2 separate regions of the Mus musculus genome follow, and region 1 is linked to region 2. A link is a contact called in public Hi-C data. All regions are on one chromosome and are shown on one strand. The core of a region is the stretch at or near the end of the contact, and the rest is flanking DNA. Distances in the headings are between cores, read along the strand shown. Region 1 holds the start of Matn1 (matrilin 1, cartilage matrix protein). Region 2 overlaps Pum1 (pumilio RNA-binding family member 1).

Region 1 (3,651 bases), core at 787-3,286, 170 kb after region 2:
GCTTCTTGGTCTGAGACTATTGGAGGCTATTGGCTGTTTGAAGAAAGTGCTGGGCTTGCATGCGAGCACTGGAGAGGGCATCCTGGGCTCGTCTTCCTCAGACATACTTTGGTAGAGACAATCACTCTCTCCCGTGAGCCAACATAGGCACCTCGGCTTTCTGGGAGGCTGTTAGGTGTGAAAGTGGAGCACACACAGTTCCTCATTTTGAGGCCAGGGAAAACGTTTCACATTTTTAAAACACAAGTATTTCTTTTTCTGTCCTTAATGTATAAGCTGAACTTCCAGGTGCCCCCAGCTGTCGGCCCCACGGTGGAATGTGAAAGACGTCTCTCTCTCTCTGCAGCCCGCTTCGTTCCTGAAAGCCTACCTGTGGCATATTTTGGGACTCTGCTAACGAGGAGAGAAAGACACAGAGAAGGCGCCTGTGTTGCTCCGGGGGACACAGACCAGTCATTCAGAAGGGAGCTGAAAGGGCGGTTTCACGGGTACAGCTGGGTCCAGCAACGGGGCTCTGTCCCTTGAGCCACAGAACGGGCACTGGCTCAAGCTCTCCCTGTCTGCCCTGCCAAGGGCCACACACCAGAACATACACCTCTCACCGTGGCCATCGTCACTGCCACCATTGCTGCCCTTCATGTGACCTAGATGGGACCCCATTCATTACTACCTTCTGTTAACTTCTGCATTTGCTTGGCACTGTCCTTGGGCCTCAGGGCCAGGAAGGGGACCGAGATAGAAGAGACCTCCAGGCCAGAATGGCAAAAACAGCTATGTAGCACAATTTGGGAGAAAGGATATTTGCTGCAATTTCTGGGACCATACAGCCACTCTGGAGAAGAGAGACCTCTGAATAGTGAAAGGAGGGGTCAGCAGCATGGAGGTTTCTTCTGGGTCTGCAGAGATGCAGAGGGCTGGGAACTGGGGACTGATGGAACCCAAATGGGAGAAGACAAAGAGAAGTTTGTCTCTAACATAGCTACAAAAGGGAAAATGCCTTGACTCTGCCCTTGAACCGGCTGTGTGACTTCAGGCTAACCTCTCTGGGCTTCCACTTTGGCATATGGAAAGTGGGCTGATTGATAGACTCCATCTCTCTGCTTGCCTCACAGGTATGTGGGGTGTGAAGGATGATGCTATGGTTGCTAAAGATATCACTGTGGACTAGATCAGCTATGCCTGAGGAGTGCACAGGGTCTTTCCTTGTAACAGTGGCAATCCCCTGCCTCATCTTCCTTCTCCGGTCTTCTTGCTGCCTCCCCATGTAATCTCACAAGACTCGCTTGCTTCGCTGTGAGGATTAACAAAGATAGTTCAGGAAATTCCTCAGGCCCTGTCCCTAGCTCTGTGAGCCAGCACTGACACCGTCTCTCCTCCCAGAAGAGGGATGAGGCACAGAGAGGCGCAGCAAGCTGCCCAAGGTCACACAGGTACATGATCTGCCTCTCATATCTGCCCCTAGTCAGTCCCTCTCCGAGCTCCCCATTCTCTCACACACTAAGCACAGCCACACTACTTGGTTGCTACCAAGATCTGGGAGAATCGTTCTGGGGTGGAGCTAGTAAAAGGAAAACACTGGATGGTCGGCTCTGCTCGTGCAAAGGCCCCGTGGTTTTTGGAGAGAATCGGTGCAGCTGGAGAAGGTGTGTGTGTGTGTGTGTGTGTGTGTGTGTGTGTGTGTGTGTGCACGTGGTTAGGAAGCATATTTAGCGAGAAACCTGGGCTTGGAATTCCGGGTGGGGAGGACTTGGGTGTGGGAAGAGGGGCAGTGCAGGGCTCAAGTATCCCTGAGCTGTAGGTCCAAGTCAGCACGGGCTCTGGCCAGAGGAGCCGCCCCCACCCACCTGAGATTTCCTGAATTCCAGCTGTGGCTCGAGTTCCTTCTGCAGGCAAAGGGGCCCTTGTGGTCAGCTGCCTCTACCCTCCCTTTCAGACACACACCTCCATTCAGACTGGCCCCGCCTTTGGGGGTTGGGGCAAGGGTGCTGTCCCCTGCCCAGTGGTTGATAAGGCAATCTCCCCCTCTGGTCCCCTCCAGTGTGCCGCTGCCGCTGTCTGTCTGAGTTGCTGCAACCATGAAGGTCACCTCTGGTCCAGCCTTTGCTCTCTGTAGCCTGCTGCTCCTGCTGCTGCTGCTGCTACAGGTCCCTGATAGCCTCAGTCTTGTCCCCCAGCCCAGAGGTAAGGGGACCATGGATGCTGGGGACATTGGATCTGTGACCCTTGACAAATGGCCTGGGGGGGCTGAGCACAGAGACAGATGGAGGCTAAATGGGAATCAGGGTTTGGAGGGTGTCGGCTCAGGGAGGGCAGTGGAGATAATGGTATTAGTGAAGGCCACCAGGACAGGTGATCCTCAGGGCCACCATGCTGCAGGGACCAGAAGCCCCCACAAGAGCCAGCCGGAGTCAGGAGCGGCACCAGGCCCAGGGCTCTGTGAGCGCAGCGCAGGAGACCAGGTGTCTGGTCAGTTTCCACAGCCCTTTCCAGGGCTGGGCTCTGGCAGCCCCGAGATGCTCAGCAACTGAGGTGGAGAAGGAGGACCTGTCTCAGTCTGTGCCATGAGATAGCCCCAGAGCCACAAGGGGTCAGGTTCAGAGTCGTGGATATGGTCAACTCTGCCTTTGGATCCCACTTCTCCATTTGGAGGCTGAGCAGGCAGGAAACATCTGTCACCGTAGATACAGAACACGTTTAAGGTCTCCCGAGAAACTCAGATGCCAGGGCTTTGAGGCACATCTTTCCTTTTCTGATCCTTTGTGCCCAACAGGGAATGGACTTGTTCCTATGTGGCATGGGCTGGGCAGGGCAGCCTGTCCCAGAGCCCAGCTCTGCTATAGGAAGGGACATCCACCCTCAGCTTAGTCTCCCTTTGTATGAATGGGAAATGAGGTTCAAAACTGTGCTACCCCCTGCCCTGGGCCACAGAGCAGCCAAGCCAGGGTCTGAGCCCAGGCCTGTCCCATCCATTGCTGGCGCCTCCCAGTCACTGGTGCTGCCTTGCTGGAGATCTGGAGGAACGTTGTTTCTAGGGTCAGGGTGTCTTGGGGCCCACTTGGCAAAACAAGGGTGACAATGTGGCATCAGGAATTTCTGCTTCTTTCCTGTCCCGGGAGGGAAGTGACTTCAAATTTGCTGATGAAGAGACAGTGGGTAGGTACCCTGATGGCCCTTAAGGAAGTGCCAGCCTTAGTTCCTCAGTGTACCCCTGGCTAACATTCTGCCAGCAAGTCAGGCTAGTCTCTACATGCCTTTGTTTGTTCTTAGAGGTTCCTGCAAAGAGGTGCAGAGAAGAAGTATGTGGTCTAAGACCAGAGGGGTCTTCCGCCTTCCTCCCCACGGGCTGAGCCGAATGCCCGAGACTATACACTGAGCTGAGACCTAAATCACTGAGACCCACCCTCGGCTGTCTGGAGCCCAAGGCAAAACTCTTCTGATATCTGCCCTTACTCTCTATCTCCCTGCACTGCCCCCTCCTAGGGCACCTCTGCCGGACACGACCCACGGACCTGGTGTTTGTTGTCGATAGCTCTCGAAGTGTGAGACCCGTGGAGTTTGAGAAGGTGAAGGTATTCCTGTCTCAGGTCATTGAGTCACTGGATGTGGGGCCCAATGCCACGAGGGTGGGCTTGGTCAACTACGCCAGCACTG
Region 2 (3,418 bases), core at 458-2,957:
CTTTACAAATACTTTAAAAGTTCAGTTTCTTTAAAATATCCAGTCTCTTTAAAAGTTCAAGCCTCTAAAATATCCATAGTCCCTAAAACTCTGAAAGTCTCTCAGCTGGCTCCTGTAAGAGCAAACTAAGTTAAATCCTTTCTTAGTCCAAGAAGGCAGAGTAGGGCACAGTGACTCAAAGCAAAACCAAAGCCCAGCAGTGAGAGTTCTGGATTCACCGGGGTCTTTTGGGTCCCCCCCCGAGGGCTTGGACAAGCCCCCCACAGTCCCCCACAGCCCGCTTAGTTATCTCCTAGTCTTCGGCTGGCTGCACTGCATAGCTGGGGCCAAGCCAGCTTAGCCAGCAGTCAACGGGGAGAGAGGGAGGGAGGGAGGGAGAATTAAAGAAAGAAAGGACGCTTAGACACCATTGTAACATGACTCCAGCCAGTGCTGAGGCGGGTTTACTTGTTGTCAGTCTGCATTTATACCATTCTAGGTATATGCGAAGAGTAGGATCAGTTCTAGGTCGAGGATGAAGTCGTCAAGGAACAAACAAGCAATACAGAAAGTCCCATAGTCACTGTGTCTAGGGGTTTATCAGGATGACCAAGATAAAAGGAATACAATATATTCCTCAACTGTATTCATCTTGGGCCTTGTGCTAGTCCAGTGTAAATATTCTTATCTGAGCCTACTCCCTTGTCCTCCTAGTCTAGTGTAAATATTCTTCAATATCCTTGAAGCAGCATTAAGGACTGTATTGGTCTCCACCTTTACCAGTAACCTCTCCGGAGTATTCTTCAGGGATTCTGACCCTGCCATGTTATTACCAAGCTTCAACTTCTCTCATGCTTCATTGCATCTTAGGCCTTCTACCCACTGAGGCTGCACCCCATCAGCGGCCCCTCCTATCCTCTCACAGTGCCAAGGTTCAGAGTCGTTCCATGACCTCTTAACAGGCAAGAGTGTCTTACACGTTACCAAGGTTTGTTGCAGCATGACGAGCCCCTTGACTCCTGGGCTACAGCGTCTGTGTACTGACCCTGAGGAAATGCTCTCGGAAGATTTGCTTCACTGATGCCGGTCTCTTCTTCTTTTTTTTTGTTTTTTGTTTTTTGTTTGTTTTGGTTTTTCAAGACAGGGTTTCTCTGTGTAGCCCTGGCTGTCCTGGAACTCACTCTGTAGACCAGGCTGGCCTCGAACTCAGAGATCCACCTGCCTCTGCCTCCCAAGTGCTGGGATTAAAGGCGTGCGCCACCACCGCCCCGCTGCTGATCTTTTCTTAATCACAGCCCCAGCTGACCAGTATCAATTGTACCAGCAAAGCAAAGGTTTCACTTCAGCGGTTAATACAAATATCACTTAAATGGCCCCAGTAGAGCCCTTGCTTCCCTCAGACGCTTAACAAATAGTGCTTTTTTGTCTGTACTGCTAGCAACATTATCTTAAAGCTCCCACAGAAGCCCACTAAGCTCTGAGCATACGGTGGCTTTTCCAGCCCAAACTTCAGGTGCTACCACAATCCTCCTTAGCACTCCCAGCACTACTGACCTGGTACCAAGTTATGTCTTAGGGTTTCTGTTGCTGTTGTGAACAACACCAAAAGCAGCTGAGCAGGAAGGGATTTGTTTCATCTTACAGTTTTTCCATCATCCAAGGCAGGCAGGGCAGGAAGCTCTGGCACTGGCTGATTCAGAAGTCACGGGGACTGCTGCTTCTTGGCTTGGTCCCAGTAGTTTGCTCAGCCTGCTTTCTTAGAGCACCCAGAACCACCCGCACATGGTGGTACCACTCACATCAATCATCAAACAAGAAAATGCGTCACAGGCTTGTCCACACACAGCCCAATTAGGTGGGGGCATTTTCTCAATTGAGGTTTCCTCTACCATAATGAGTCTAACTTGTAAAGTTGATGTAAAAACTAGCCAGTGCAATTGGTCACTGTTAACTGGAAGAAATCCTGTGCCCTGGCGAGGCAGGGATCTGGTGGTGAGTTCAGACATCTGGTTCCCCAAAGGAAGCCCCAACTGTCAGGACAACCTGGTTTTCTACGTGCAGCTGGCTGGCATAGGCTATTCTGTCATGGTTCTCTGTCCTTTGTCAGTGCTTAGGGCAAGAGCTCCCGTCTTTACCTCGTGGCTTGCTAGCAATAAGAGGACAGGAGTACCTTTCGGGATGAAGCACTATATATGTACACTGTATATTCTGTGTCTGGGTCTGTCTGGGAAGGGTCTGGAGGTGCCTCTCCAGCCAAGAGTAATACCCACACTGTCCTCTCCAGATCCGGCCACACATTGCGACGCTTCGAAAGTACACCTATGGCAAGCACATCCTGGCCAAGCTCGAGAAGTACTACATGAAGAATGGCGTGGACTTGGGGCCCATTTGTGGTCCCCCTAATGGTATCATCTGAACAGTGCACCCACGTCCCTGTCCCGCTGACCTCACTGACCCTGGCAGATCCAACCAGCAACCAGAGGTGCCCAGCTCAGCGTCGGAAGTGGGCAACGGTTGCTCCGGGATTGCTCCCTCCTCCAAAAAACAGAATCAGATCCACTTGTGGAAAGGCCTTTGTAAATTTCATTTTATTACACATAACATGTACTAATTATTTTTTTTAATTGACTAATTGCCCTGCTGTTTACTGGTGTATAGGAACTTGTACATAGGTAATCAGTGTACATGGGAGGCCACATGCTTTGTTCAATGTTGTATCTATATTCCACATGTGGACACTTTCAGGGTGGTTGGTTTAACAAAAAAAGTTAAAAAAAAAGACAAAAAAAGGTTTTTAACTCATTTGCCTTGTGGCAAGTTTTGCAAATAGCTCTTCCCCACCTCCTCATTTTATTATTAAAAAAAAAAAACCTGAGAAATTTGAATTTTAGTTAAATGATCTCAAACTGGCATTTAACACTGTTTATAAAATATATATATATATACATATATACATATATGAAATGGGAACGTTTCAGAGTTGCTAGAGCATCAGCCTGTGATATGGAGTTTATGACGCTCTTTTTTTGGAGATGACCTCGTGCTGAGGGAGGTGGTAGCTGCAGATCCAGGAGGAGCGGGGACCCCAGAGGCCCAAGGCCAGTGGGCATGGCCACTTGCTGCCTGTGGTTGCCTGTGTGAACACTGGGAAGCAGGATCTGACTGTTTAGCATGAGAGAATACCCAGCTCGGCCCTGGTCTGGCTTCTATAGATACATAGTGTATACTTGTGTAGACTTTGCATATATACGGATTTGTAGTATTTTCCTGTTTTGATGTCTAATCTGTATCTATAATGTACCCTAGTAGTCGGACATACTTTTGATTGTACAATTGTACATTTGTATACCTGTAATGTAAATGTGGAGGAGTTTGATCAACACGAACACGTTTTTGGTAAGAAGAGAATCAGCCAGCCCGTGCACTCTGTATATCCCAC

What was found. A called contact is a pair of places that touch in the nucleus more often than the background predicts.
Region 1: a Hi-C map of cerebral cortex shows a contact between it and region 2, with 4 times the contacts expected there. The contact joins the promoter of Matn1 here to the enhancer-like site in region 2. A contact is called at or near these places in 4 of 39 promoter capture datasets (the C10 cell line, embryonic stem cells, neural stem cells and 1 more), 4 of 15 datasets of contacts at CTCF or cohesin (the NIH/3T3 cell line, embryonic stem cells, hippocampal excitatory neurons and 1 more), 188 of 484 Hi-C or Micro-C datasets (B cells, the BV-2 cell line, the Ba/F3 cell line and 105 more), 25 of 115 datasets of contacts at active chromatin or transcription factors (CD8 T cells, the HPC-7 cell line, T-cell acute lymphoblastic leukemia and 16 more) and 5 of 9 other capture datasets (adipose tissue, embryonic stem cells, embryonic tail and 2 more).

The regions. Positions count from the first base shown.
Region 1 is chr4:130,942,349-130,945,999 of GRCm38.p6, forward strand. It overlaps Matn1 (matrilin 1, cartilage matrix protein), which reads left to right and starts at 2,037. Exons shown (of 8, transcript NM_010769.2): 1 at 2,037-2,181; 2 at 3,481-3,651. The coding sequence starts at 2,076.
Region 2 is chr4:130,777,509-130,780,926 of GRCm38.p6, forward strand. It overlaps Pum1 (pumilio RNA-binding family member 1), which reads left to right. Exons shown (of 22, transcript NM_030722.3): 22 at 2,264-3,418. The coding sequence ends at 2,395. Among named protein-coding and RNA genes, the nearest start is that of Gm23711, 3.5 kb to the left of the region's middle. Within about 2 kb of position 1,708, at least 22 of the 459 cell types and tissues checked have an H3K27ac peak or open chromatin away from gene starts, as enhancers often do. A contact at or near this core is called in cerebral cortex and neurons, where this site is marked.